Regions from separate parts of the Mus musculus genome. Here regions 1, 2 and 3 are each linked to region 4. The links are chromatin contacts, called in public Micro-C and promoter capture Hi-C maps. All regions are on one chromosome and are shown on one strand. Each heading gives the region's core, a stretch centred on a gene start, on an enhancer-like site or on the middle of the called end of the contact. The rest is flanking DNA. Distances are from core to core; before and after follow the strand shown. Region 1 holds the start of Tmem158 (transmembrane protein 158). Region 2 has its middle 17 kb from the start of Tmem158. Region 3 holds the start of Slc6a20a (solute carrier family 6 (neurotransmitter transporter), member 20A). Region 4 holds the start of Limd1 (LIM domains containing 1).

Region 1 (2,817 bases), core at 244-2,743, 220 kb after region 4:
ACCAAGACCAACAGAGAAGACTTGGTACTTTGGGGAATTCTGTTTATAAGGCTCTCTCTCTCCCTTCTCTCTCTCCCCACTTTCTCTCTGTCTACCTGTGTCTCTCCCTCATTCCAATGTTACTATTTGTTAGAAAACAACTTAGAAGATGGGTTTAGTGGTACATGGCTTTAGTCCCAGAACTCAAGAAGCAGGGGCAAGTGGATCTCTGAGAGTTTGAGGCCGGTCTGGTCTACATAATAAGTTCCAGGACAGCTAAAGCTACGAAGTGAAACCTTGACTCAAAAGAAAGAGCAGGAGAAAGAATGAAAGAGAGAGAGAGAACTATTTAGAGAAATATATTTAGCACTTTGTACCCAGCAATGGCTGTCATCCTGTCCTTCACAGGCCCTTGGGAAAGCTTAGCTGGCTTAGAGGGAGGGTCACTCTTAGATTTACAGAGCACAACTGTTTCAAGCCATTTTAGGGGTCAGTTGACATTAGTTTCCAAGTGTGAGGCCAGAAAACAAGGGAAGTGCAGTTTGCTCCTTTTTGTGATGGGGATTGAACCCTGGGCTTGCTAGGACACTAGGAAAGCACCCTTCCAACTGAGCTGCCTCTTCTTCCCAAGAACGTTTTTTGTTCTTTACAGAAAGCATCTTTCTGTGTAGCCCAGGCTGTCCTCAAACTCATAATTCTCCTCACCACCTTAGTACTGGATTTTGTTTATTTGAGACAGGTTTTCAGGTAGCCCAGGCTGGCCTCTCCAAGGAACTTGGACTCTGGATTCTCACTTGGGATTACAGACTTGTACCATCAAGCTCAGGACTCAGGTAGGCTTCTTAATATAAATTGTATCCTATTAAATTACTCTTGACAACTCCACCTCTCCACAATATACATCCCGGAAGACTGATATTCATGGACTCTAACATACAAATTTTTTGTGTCTATGTGCACACTAGACTGCAGGTGTCCTCAAGCATCCGACCTGTGGGATTTGCATTCCCATTGCCCCAACCAACACCAAAACTTCAGAATTTTGAGGATTTTTTTATGAGTTCTCTTCCTGTAAAACAAAACAACGAAACAAAAACAAAACAAAAAACAAAACAACAACAACAACAAAAAAACCCATATGTATCTATTGTGGTGAAGACACATTAAAACCAGCCAGACTCCAGATCTGAATTTCTGAACTCAGCAGAAAGGTACAAGAGTCCTGTCTCTGGCTCCTGAGGTAGCCCGGAGACTTTCTCCCTTCTTAGTTTCTCCTAAGCAGAAAGGAGGTACTGATTAGCTCTCCTGGGGGCGTGACAGAGGGACTGTCTGGGCTCCGGGACTCGCTCTGGGCTTCCCGCCCTCGGGGGTCCCCTCGCTCCGCCTCCACGCACCGCCCTGTCGCTCAGGTCTTCAGTTCCCGCCCCTGCGAGTGGAGCCCCGCCCTCCCAATTCCCCGCACCCGGTGAGCCGGGGGCGGGGCGCGCGGAAGGCGGAGCCGAGCAGGGGAATCCTCTCTCGTTTCGCCGCGAGCCAGCAGAGCCTCCTGGCCGTCCAAGGGCCCCAGCTCTGGGGGCAGCGGAACCTCGACGAGCGGAGTCTGAAGAGGCCATCGCGGCCCGTGAGCCGGTGTCGTCCCAATACACTGGCAGAGTTCCGCCTCGGCCTTCCAGGCCCCGCGGTTCCCTCACCGGACGGTCGCCTGCGCGCCATGCAGCCGCCGCCTGCCCCGCGCGCGTAGGCGCTCGCCACAGGCCATGCTGCCCCTTCTCGCCGCGCTACTGGCCGCCGCCTGCCAGCTGCCGCCGGCGCACGGCGGGGCCACGGATGCGCCCGGCCTTGCAGGGACGCCCCCAAACGCCTCGGCCAATGCGTCCTTCACCAACGAACACTCCACCCCGCGTCTGCTGGCATCGGCGGCATCGGCGCCCCCAGAGCGCGCGGGCCCAGAGGAGGCTCCGGCGGCGCCCTGCAACATCAGCGTGCAACGACAGATGCTGAGCTCGCTGCTCGTGCGCTGGGGCCGCCCGCGGGGCTTGCAGTGCGACCTGCTGCTCTTCTCTACCAACGCGCACGGCCGCGCCTTCTTCGCCGCCGCCTTCCACCGCGTCGGGCCACCACTGCTCATCGAGCATCTGGGGCTGGCGGCGGGCGGCGCGCAGCAAGACCTGCGCCTGTGCGTGGGCTGCGGCTGGGTGCGCGGCCGCCTGCGGGCTCCCGCCGGGGCTCCCACCGCGCTGCCTGCCTACCCGGCGGCCGAGCCGGGGCCGCTGTGGCTGCAGGGCGAGCCTCGTCACTTCTGCTGCCTGGACTTCAGCCTGGAGGAGCTGCAGGGCGAGCCGGGCTGGCGGCTGAACCGCAAGCCCATCGAGTCTACGCTGGTGGCCTGCTTCATGACCCTGGTCATCGTGGTGTGGAGCGTGGCCGCCCTCATCTGGCCGGTGCCCATCATTGCCGGCTTCCTGCCCAACGGCATGGAGCAGCGCCGGACCACCGCCGGCGCCCCCGCGGCCGCTCCTGCAGCCGTACCCGCGGGGACTACCGCCGCTGCCGCCGCCGCTGCTGCAGCTGCTGCTGCTGCTGCCGCGGCTGTCACCTCGGGGGTGGCTCCTAAGTGACCCCCTCCGCCCCGCGTCCGCGCTGTGTAAGCGCTCGCACGCGCCTTCCTCACCGGAGACGGGGCAGGTGCGCTTCGTGCTGTCCTTATTGTTCATCCTTTTCCCGGGAGGGGACCGCAGAGAGGCACAAATGAGGTGGGAAAGTGGGGTTTGTGCTGAGGTTCTGGTTCGGAAGAGCAGGGGCAAGCTCTCGGGCTGAAGGGTGGGATCCACGCGTGGC
Region 2 (3,223 bases), core at 462-2,961, 230 kb after region 4:
TGAAGAGAGCTCTGTTCATAGAGGATTGTTCTCGAGACAGAAGATACTTGGAGAACCTTGAAACTTCCCCTGGGTCTGTAACCCTCCCTCTCTGTGAGTTTCCTCCCCGCATCTTTCCACTGGTGTCTTGGCCTGCAAGGGTGTTCAGACAACCATGGCTTCCTGAGACAGGCTCTCCAAGACTCTCTCAACTGCTCCTGAAAGTTCTGCTTCTATTAATGTATAGGTCAACAAAGTCTAGACCAGTACAGGAAAAGCATAGAAAACTAGACCTATCCCTGAAACCCATGATGTAGTCCGTGTTCCTGGAAAATGACTGCATCTTTGCCTAGGTCTTCTGAGAATTCCCAGAAATATTTCATCAACCCGGTAATACAAACCAACACTCCCAGGTGAGCTCTGAGTGGTACTCTTACTCCTGAGACTACCAGTTTCACTGGGCGAGCACATACCTGTTTGTGGAGTGAGTGCTGGGCTGACAGATGAGGGCTAGGTGATCAGGTGAGGGGTAGACTGCTTGTATAGGCCACTTGACACTCGTCATGAGGCTGCCTTGTGTTGTGTAGGCCCAGACTTCACAATAATCCCCATCCACAACCCCTTTCGACCCCTGTGATCACATGTGGCCAGCTGGTAGGTCTAGGATGCTGGATCTAATAAGAACAATACCAGGGTAGTAGGTCAGCTGCACAGCCCCTACTCCACACACACAGTTGCTTATTTCTGCTATTTGGTGAGTGGTGGGTGGTTTCCAAGTTGTCTGAAGGTCTAACTACTGGGCAATATGATCTATGCTCAATTTAAACACAATTTCCTCCTAAATGTTTTACACTTCTTACTGCTTGGGTTTGAGGTTTTGGAAACAGGTCTCATATAGTCCAGGCTGTCCTGTATCTTGTTCTGTAGCCAAGGATGACTCTAAACTTCTGATCCTCCTACCTCTACCAACAAAGAATATAGCCACAAACTACCACACCAGTCTTGGGAGCTTCTTTTTACATGCCTGGCAAAAATATAGCTTGAGACTGATTCCAAAAAGAATATATATATATATATATATATATATATATATATATATATATATGCTCAGGGAGAAATCTGGGAATAGAAAGAGAAAGATGATAAAGCACAGTGTTTTCTGACACTGCTCAGCCTCTTCCTTACTCAGGGGTAGAGCATGATAGCCCCAATCCATATCAAGACACAAAGGTGGGTGGGGTGTGATAGCCCCAGGGCACAGTCCCAGTAAGTAAGCAAAGTTTCCAGAAGGTAAGTCTACACAAAGCCACATTGTTGTATGGTGATGGTCAGAATTCACACTAGGATCTGAGTTTTAGCTACTAAATATCTACAGAGATGCCAGTGTGCCTGGTACCATATAAAAAGAACAGCTATCAACAGAAGGCAAGGACGGTGTGCTTAAGATGATGAAGTTGCTGGTATAGAGAGGAGGCAGACACAGGGGCCAGAGCATCCCTGCTCTTCATCCTTCTCCTTTCTATCAGTCACACCTTAAAGGCTGGGCTTCCTGCTGCCCTGCCTCCAACCCTCTCACCACCTCGTTTCTTTCTTGTAGAAAGTTACCCACAGTAGTCTTCTGTTGATTAAAAAAAAAAAAAAAAGCTTGGGATCTGTGCTGTTGCCCATAGTTACCCCGAGCTCAGCAGTGTGGTGACTGGTGCTGACTCACCGGCCACGCGGGAGTGTCCTTAGGTGCCTGCAGACTGGGAAAATCCTTTGTCTATTTATCTTCCGGTTATATCCTAGCTTCTCCCTCAGCCCTCCCTGTCCGCCCACCCAGTGTAATGAAGGTTCTCGCAGAGTGTTTGATAACTCAAAGACTCAGAGATGTTTTAATCAGCCGCTCTTCTTTGTCGGCTTTTGATGGATTTTTATGTTCTCCTCACTTGGAAGGTTAGCTTGGTAGCTTGGTTCCATGTCTTTTTTAGGAAGTGAGCACCCTGCAGGAATGCTCGAAGTCTTTCTCTATGAATTAAATAGAGATCAGGAGATGACACTGGATTGGGGCGCTTGGCGTGGGGAAGATTGGGGATTAAAGCAGGTAGAAGAATCGATGGAGGGAGTGTGGAGCAGAACAGGAAGGCCCAGTGAGAAACAGGACCTCTCCACTGAAGAAAGCTTTCTCCATGTTTTAAAGGGCAGTTGCTGTTGTATTTCCCAAACAGCAACAGGGCACCATCTTCCACCTCACCCACAGACTTAGCCTGTCTTTATCATAAACTAGGCTATAATTCATCTCCCCTTGCTGGTGATTATGGGCTGGCTCTGAGAGCTGTTTGATGACCAGTCAGTCCAGAGATCAAGGATGAAGGTCACAGGACTGATTCTGGGATATAATTCACCTCCCCTCACTCTTAAATTGTTTTTGTGGGTGGTTTGCTATAGCATGCAAGGTCTAATATGCCATCATGGTTCTCACACAGAGGCAAAGAGGTCATTCTGCCTCATATCCAGTGCCCCACACTGCTTTCTAACCCTGAGCCAGTTGTTCTGGGCTCAGGGCCTCAAGAACAGCTTCAGTTTTTAATTCTTCTCTAACATGTCTGAAATACAGATCCCACTGCATCCTCTAGTCTCCGTCAACTCTCTCTTCCAAATTCTCTCCCACCCTCCTCACAGTTCCACGCAGACAATGAGATGCTGGGTGCTTACAGAGTGGTTTTTATATACCTCGCCCTGCTCAAACCACCAAGAAACACCTCTAACTGGAATCACTCAGCCAACAGCCCATACCCACCCAAGCTATGCACTGTATCTTTGAGGAGCTAAGAGTTAAGGGCTTTTTAAGCTATGTTTCTATCTGAGCATGGTGGTGTGTGACTGTAATCCTAACATTCGGGAGAAGGAGACAAGAGGCTCACCAGTCTATGGTAATCCTTGGCTACAGAGTGAATCCCAGATCAAGCTGAGCTACAAAGTATGACACTGTCAAGAAGAAACAAAACAAAAGCAAAAACAAAATTTAACGAAACAGCTAAGCTGGGCTTGGTAATACAAGTCTGTAGTACTAGAATTTAAGAGGCTAAGGCAGGAAGATGTTGAATTCCAGGCCAGCCTGGGCTACAACATAAATTGCAAAACGAACCATGTCTCAAAAAAAAAAAAAAATTTAGGCAGGGGAGTAGGAAGGTACCTTTAATCCCAGTGCTTAGAAGGCAGAGACAGGTGGATCTCTGAAACACGAAGGCCAGTCTGGTCTAGA
Region 3 (3,245 bases), core at 229-2,728, 200 kb before region 4:
ATGCAAATCAGTAGAAAAAGAAACCCAGGAAAAACTGACCAAAGGATTAGGCAGAAATTTCAGATGGTAGCCAACTTGTCAGTTGCCTGGGAAGTCAAAGGGTAAATTGAACCATCAGCACAAAGTCACAAATCTAGACAGAACTTTAAAAACAGAATGGCAGTGCCAGCAAGATGGTAAGACCACTTGCTCTGACCTCTGACCTCCACTCATGCCATGGCACCTGGTCCCAATAAATGCTTGTTTTTGTTTTGCTTTGTTAAAACAAAAAACAGTCTGTGGAATGACAGTAAAGATGCAGAGCAGCTGGGATTAATGAGAATGTGAACTGATATTTTTTGATGCCGCACATAGTCCCAAAGTTCCTAATAGTCCATCTACCTGCCATATTAGAATGTTCACTTTGGTTCTATTCATAGTAGCCACAAACTGGACAACACAAATGTCCACCAACAAGACTGGAACTAGACATAGGAGGATGCAGGAAATATATATATTTAGTATATATATATATACTAAAGCTTAAGAATCTAGAGTTTCTTCCACTGTGTTGTGACTTTGCTTTCTTTACTGTTTTAAGGTTAAAAGTCCTAGGATAGGTTGGGGCAGATTTTTTTTCTATTACAGATGAAACAAGGTCAAAGATGTTAAATGGCTTGCCAAGTCACAGAATTTAGTCTGTGGTGGAATATAGACGCAAACAACAGATCCTGCATCACTGTACCAAACTTTACTGAGTTAGGTTCATTTATATCTTCTTGTTGGACTGGCAAAAACATGAGAATTCTTGGGTTTCCACCTGGCCCAGGGAAGAGAATCTCTGACTCCCATTGGCCTCAAGGCAGCTGTTCAAAACCTGATTCTGCCCACACTACAGGTGCAGGCAAGGGCCGGTAGTTGGAGACCCTTAAGTCTCCCATGTGTGCTAGGATCAAACTCAGGGTCTCAGAAGTGCTAGGAGAGTGATCTGCCTCTGAATCTCCACACCCACCCTCTCTGTGCAAAAGTCATCTCTCCTCTGGGAAGTCCTGGATCCCTGTCTGTCTCTAGGACTTGTCTCTCTCTCTGCTTTACCTAAATTGCCCCTGCATCACCGACTTAGGTGAACTGGGTGGTATTAATTAAAGGAAATTACCCCAGTGGGTCAAAAGAAGTTAAGAACGAGTCACTCCGTGGTATTTAAATGTTCCCGCCACCTGAATGTGAGCCCTGGAGGGGTGGGGTTGCTGTGTCTTCCCGCAGCACAGCAGTGCCAGGCATATAGTATTGTCATCGATTAATCAGTAAGAAGTTGAGGAAACATGATCCTTTCCCCGAGCTCTGAAGTCCACACGCAGGGCCAAGGAGGGGCGCCTTCCCCGCCCGCCGAGGCTAGGGTGGGGCTCACCGTTCCCCACTCACCGGCCTCGCCCCGCGCGCGCGTTAATGAGATTAGCAATTAAAAGGCGGGCGAGCGGCGGCGGCCAGAGACCAGGCCCTGACGGGGAGCAGCGAGCTCGGGACATGGAGAAGGCACGGCCTCAGTGGGGCCATCCGCTGCAGTTCGTGTTCGCCTGCATCTCCTACGCCGTGGGTTTGGGCAACGTGTGGCGCTTCCCTTACCTGTGCCAGATGTACGGCGGAGGTGAGTGCGCACAGGCGGGACCGCCGGGTGCCTGGACGCCGAGCGGCGGTGGCATTCCGGCCCGCGAGCCTCCGCTCGGGGTGGCGTTCTGTCCCGAACACCCCAGCTCGGCCAAGTGTTCGGTCCCACGCGCTTCAAGTTCAAGGGCGGGTGGCCCCTGTAACCGAGAACGCCGCGGCGCGGGGACTGTCGCCCTAAGAAATTGACCCTCGCGGTCCCGAGTCCGAACTGTGGCTCCAGCAGGTGCAGGGCGGCGCCGGCGGGGAACCTGCTGTCCCGGGAGGAAAGGTGCGGTGCCGTCTACAGAGGTGTGAAAGAGGACACTAAATTGTTTATCAGGAACTTGTCGTGCAACTTGCAGTTCCGAAATTTAAGTTCCCGACCGCAAGTTGAAACACCAGTCAAACGGATCGTGAGCGATTTCTTTTACTTTTTCTTAATAAAAAGGATCGGTTTGTAGATGTGAAGACTTAGTTTGGGCTTGGAATCACAGGAGGGAAAAACAAATAATTCCGTGCCCGGAGAATTAGTTTCTTGGTTCTGCTGTTTTGTTTTTATAAATGTTTCCTCTGACCTAGGGGAGAAACTGGGGGTTAAGGGTGGGACAGACACCTCACCCTGCACCCGCTAAAGCAGGGAAAAGAGCTGAGAACTCTGGGACTGGGACTTTCCGAAGTCCAAGTACCGTTCTGGGGTCAGTATGGCATGAAGGAAGTAAGTCTCAGCATAAAAACCTCCCTCTTCAATTCCATTTTCTAAAACCTCATCTAAAGGAAAACGCAGCATATGAACAGAGACAGAAAATAGCATGGCTACCGCCTTTAATAAGATCAAAATGTGAGAAACTTGCTAAGCCATTCAGAAAAAAAAAAAATATTGGTTCAGTAAGTTGTGGAACATCCTTGGCAGCCATAAAGGTAAAGTTTTAATAGAATTTTATCTTAATAGTGTTATCATGTGATAAGTGGAGGCAGGTGAAGTCATATTCAAAACTGTAAAACATTTTTAAGCACTTGTGCTTAAAACCATTCAGAGAAAAGGAAAATGAAAAAAAAATTTCAAGTGTTATCAATAGTTTTCTGGGTGGCTCTTATTTACCTAACAGCATGTTTGTGTATACATGGGAGGAGAGATCTAATAGCATGTGTTTGTGTATGGGTGGAGAGAAAGCTAATCAGCACATTAGTTCTCGATATCAGGACAGTAAAAAATATTAATGTATTACAGAATTTAACTTGTTTAAGAAAATCTAACCCTCCCTCCTCCTGTCACTCCAGCCAGATCAAAATCAATTCAACAAAAGGTTACTCTATAGATTTGAAGAAGGAAACAGTGCATTCTTAATTCTCTGGTTTATTTTAATTTGAGGGCATATGCTATCACATGCTCCTAATGTTTCATAACTGACTTTAAAAAGAATTGTCAGAGGCAGATTTTCACATCTTTGTGTGCTCAGTACATCTGTCTCAATACCTTCTTTATCCTGGGTCCATAGCTCCCAACACCAGGCCGAGTAAACCACACTGTCACATGACTGCTTAATTCCTTGTTTATCATGGCACCATCACCTGAACAGGCTTCAGGTAGTACAAGGGAGGCTAAATGGTTTTGAAGTTGAATA
Region 4 (3,146 bases), core at 203-2,702:
TTTCGGACAAGCTCCTTGGCTGGCGCTGCTAGGGACCATCGGTGCTGAAACAGTTGTGCCCTTGGGTTGAGCGGAGGTCCCATTCTCCAAGCCCATGGAAGAAAAACCGAGGTTCACTCGCTGAGAGGAGGCAGTGGACCAAAGGCCTGTTGGCTTCTCGCTGCTATGGCCACCAATGCCACCGTCCTGGCCACTGATGCCACTTTCAAAAGACCTGCCAGAGCACACTGTGGAGAGCTGTGGCTGGTAAGGGTGATGGTCTCCACAGGATTTGGGCAATGTGGAGTCATTCCCTGGGCAACCAGGCCATCCACTTCCTACACCCAGACTCACGCTGGGGCACCCTTCAGGTTTATCACCCCACTGTGGGCTTGCCAAAGAGAAATTGTCATAATAGTCTCCGTGAGTGAGGCAGGAAGGGTCTTCACAGGAGGGACTCAGGCCGTGTAAAGCAGGTCTCTGGGAACTCACAGGCCCCTCCCTGGAACCACAGTTCTGACTGCCAGGCCTTGCACCATGGGCAGATGGCCTGATCCTCTGCTCCTGAGATGGGTACGAGGGCTGCGCGGCCGCAGTGGTAGTAGCTAATCCAGGTGCCACTGTTGGCACAGCCAGAGGAGGCTTAGCGGCCCCATCTGCAGCCAGCTTGCCGCTCGCACCCTGACGGTTCCCACCGTTGACCGGGCTTCTGCCTGCCCTAGGTAGGGCCTCCTCCTGTAGGAGCTGCTGCTGTTGCTGCTGCTGGAGGTGGATTTTGGCCATCTTGGTCGCGAACACCCTTCGAGTTTCCTCAAATTCTGGGTTGTTGCCAGCACCCTTGTCCACCCGGAAGAGCCCATCCTTGGAGGCCTCATACATGTTCAGGTCCTCGATGAACTTACTGGCCTCAAGGCCCAGATCATCGTATTTATCCATGTTGTAGATCAGTGTCCGGGGCCTAGCCCTGGTTCAAGGTGTGAATGTGGTGGGGGAGATTTGGGTGCTGGCCGAGGTTTCAGGTCCAGCCTAAGGCAGATAAAGATTCCCACCTGCCCAGCAAGAAGGTCATGACTCCAAAACTCACAGTCCAGCCAGAGTTGAGGCCTTCAGGCCAGCGGGGCTAAGTTTACTTTCAGACTTCTTTTCCCCCGGGGAGCGTCCACGTGGGGGCAGAGCAGCCTTCAGCCGTGCCCGGCCTGCTTAGAAAAGTTCTCTTCTCCAAGTCACAAAACCCAAAACAGGCGAAAGAAGACAGAGAACGTCCACAGAAAAAAAGTAAACTCACATCCACGTCGAACAATCGAACTTGCAAACACACCGGGCAGCCCCTGGCCTGGGGCCGGTGGCCGGATCCAGCAGAGCTCACTGCAGCCGCGGCGCGCGGCCCATTGTCCGATGGCGGCGGCCGGCGGCGGGACGCGGAAGTGAGCGCGCGGGTCGTCAGTCCCGGGAGCTCGCTGGCCGGCTGCGCCCGCCCCGGGCCGCGCAGGGGCGCGGGCGGAGGCTCGGAGGGCGGGGCGGGGCGGGGCGGGGCGGAGGCTCGGAGGGCGGGGCGGGGCGGGGCGGGGCGGGGCGGAGGCTCGGAGGGCGGGGCGGGAGCGGGGCGGGGCGGGGCGCCCCCTGCAGGCCAGTGATGCGCACGCCGAGTTTTGGCGTCCCTCTCTGGGCACCGGGAGAGAGTTGCAATTCCCGCAGTACTTTTGCCGCGGACTGTTCAGTTTCCCGCCGCTGCTGGAGAGTCAAGGGTGCGCCAGGCTTCCCTCGGGTCCCCTCGAATGAGAGCATCTGTGTTGGACGTCCTAAGTGTGCCCAGAGAGGCTTGTCGTCCTTACTGGGTTTCTTGAACCCCAAGCAGTTCTCACCACTCCAGGTTGCCATGGCTCTAGATAACACACATAGCTCCTATGAGGTGACTGGGGATAGTTTACGTTTCCCACACAGCCGCCAGCGTGATCTAAAACCAATCCCAGGCCTGTCACTCTTGAACTTGAACCCTCAAGGCTTACTCCGGACTTATTTTGAAATCCCGCCTTCACTTCTACAAACAGGCCTGACTGCCCCGCCTACCCTCCCTCTGATTTGGGACCTTCCCTGCCTGAACTCCCGGTGGATGGAACTTCCTAGTGCCTGCCGAGAGCCTGCTGATCAGCTTCTGGTGTCTCTTCTTTCCTTCCCAGCTAAAATCACCTCCCCGTAAAGTTACCCCCACCCACAACCCCTTTGTTTCCTGCTTGGTTTGAACACTATTTAAATCCAGGGATACTGAAGTCACTGACCTGCAGGCTTTCTCCCATCTAGTTTAAATGTTTCCAGGTCTCTGCTCATACTACCTAATAGATGTAAATGTTATGCAAATAGTTCTCAGCAGTTTTGTTTGGTTTTGTTTTGTTGTCTTTCAGGAATCATGACAAGAAAATGAAATCTGTATGTGTTTAACATAAACACCTTTTCTTTTCCTGAGTATCTTGCCCTTGTTCAGATGTGGAGCTCTAGGTATGGAGGGTCAGCTCCAGCTGTTTATTTGTCTGCATGCCCCTTTTTGGTTGACAGCTAATCAGTTATCCACTTCATTACACCTGTATATGCGCAGGGTTTGGTTGAACATATGTGTCTTGGCAAATCTCTCTAAACTGTGACGAGGAACAAACAAGATAATATATATGGAAGTGCTTATATTCTTATATTCTATAAACACAAAAATGGTTCACTGTCCTGTAGACTCTGAAGGTTCAGGATATTTGTTGAAAATGAAGAGTTCCAGGCTCCAGCCCCAAACTACTAACCCCAGATTTGTGTTTTACGGCATCTGTGGGATGGGAAGACGATTTGCACAATAAAATTTGAAGAGTGAGTACTGCTATAAAGCATTATACTAAAACTAGGTTTTAAAGTTATTTTAGTTTCAAATTATGTGTATATATGGTGTGTGTGTGTGTGTGTGTGTGTGTAGGTGAAAGGGGAAGAGAGAGGTGGGGGAGGAGAGAGGACAGATGTTCTTCTAAGCCAGAGAGAGAATCAGAAACCCCAGAGCTGAAGTCGTAGGTGGCTGTGTGGCGCCCTGTGTAAGTACTGGGAACTGAACTCCAATCCTTTGCAAGGACAGTGTGTGCTCTTTACTGCTGAGCCATCTCTCCAGCCCAGGATTAAATATTTTTATTTTAAAAGAA

The links. Promoter capture Hi-C pulls out the DNA fragments that hold promoters and counts their contacts. A called contact is a pair of places that touch in the nucleus more often than the background predicts. Capture Hi-C pulls out chosen DNA fragments and counts their contacts.
Region 1: a Micro-C map of embryonic stem cells shows a contact between it and region 4, with 11 times the contacts expected there. The contact joins the promoter of Tmem158 here to the promoter of Limd1 in region 4. A contact is called at or near these places in 16 of 39 promoter capture datasets (the 3T3-L1 cell line, the C10 cell line, the HPC-7 cell line and 12 more), 2 of 15 datasets of contacts at CTCF or cohesin (the NIH/3T3 cell line and embryonic stem cells), 16 of 484 Hi-C or Micro-C datasets (the AML12 cell line, the C2C12 cell line, LSK cells and 9 more), 21 of 115 datasets of contacts at active chromatin or transcription factors (the SCID.adh cell line, bone marrow-derived macrophages, cardiomyocytes and 13 more) and 4 of 9 other capture datasets (adipose tissue, embryonic stem cells, liver and 1 more).
Region 2: a promoter capture Hi-C map of neural stem cells shows a contact between it and region 4. The contact joins the enhancer-like site here to the promoter of Limd1 in region 4. A contact is called at or near these places in 5 of 39 promoter capture datasets (the HPC-7 cell line, cranial neural crest, frontonasal cranial neural crest and 2 more), 2 of 15 datasets of contacts at CTCF or cohesin (the NIH/3T3 cell line and embryonic stem cells), 4 of 484 Hi-C or Micro-C datasets (bone marrow-derived macrophages, embryonic stem cells, reprogramming fibroblasts and 1 more), 17 of 115 datasets of contacts at active chromatin or transcription factors (the SCID.adh cell line, bone marrow-derived macrophages, cardiomyocytes and 11 more) and 4 of 9 other capture datasets (adipose tissue, embryonic stem cells, liver and 1 more).
Region 3: a promoter capture Hi-C map of adipose tissue shows a contact between it and region 4. The contact joins the promoter of Slc6a20a here to the promoter of Limd1 in region 4. A contact is called at or near these places in 3 of 39 promoter capture datasets (embryonic stem cells, erythroid cells and hematopoietic stem and progenitor cells), 1 of 484 Hi-C or Micro-C datasets (embryonic stem cells) and 3 of 9 other capture datasets (adipose tissue, liver and pancreatic islet).

What each region holds. Positions count from the first base shown.
Region 1 is chr9:123,259,465-123,262,281 of GRCm38.p6, reverse strand. It overlaps Tmem158 (transmembrane protein 158), which reads left to right and starts at 1,493. Exons shown (of 1, transcript NM_001002267.2): 1 at 1,493-2,817. The coding sequence starts at 1,737. The coding sequence ends at 2,597.
Region 2 is chr9:123,242,664-123,245,886 of GRCm38.p6, reverse strand. No RefSeq gene overlaps it. Among named protein-coding and RNA genes, the nearest start is that of Tmem158, 17 kb to the left of the region's middle. Within about 2 kb of position 1,711, at least 99 of the 459 cell types and tissues checked have an H3K27ac peak or open chromatin away from gene starts, as enhancers often do. A contact at or near this core is called in the NIH/3T3 cell line, bone marrow-derived macrophages, neural stem cells and 1 more, where this site is marked.
Region 3 is chr9:123,677,065-123,680,309 of GRCm38.p6, reverse strand. It overlaps Slc6a20a (solute carrier family 6 (neurotransmitter transporter), member 20A), which reads left to right and starts at 1,478. Exons shown (of 11, transcript NM_139142.2): 1 at 1,478-1,624. The coding sequence starts at 1,504.
Region 4 is chr9:123,477,007-123,480,152 of GRCm38.p6, reverse strand. Limd1 (LIM domains containing 1) reads right to left here and starts at 1,452. Exons shown (of 8, transcript NM_013860.2): 1 at 1-1,452. The coding sequence starts at 915.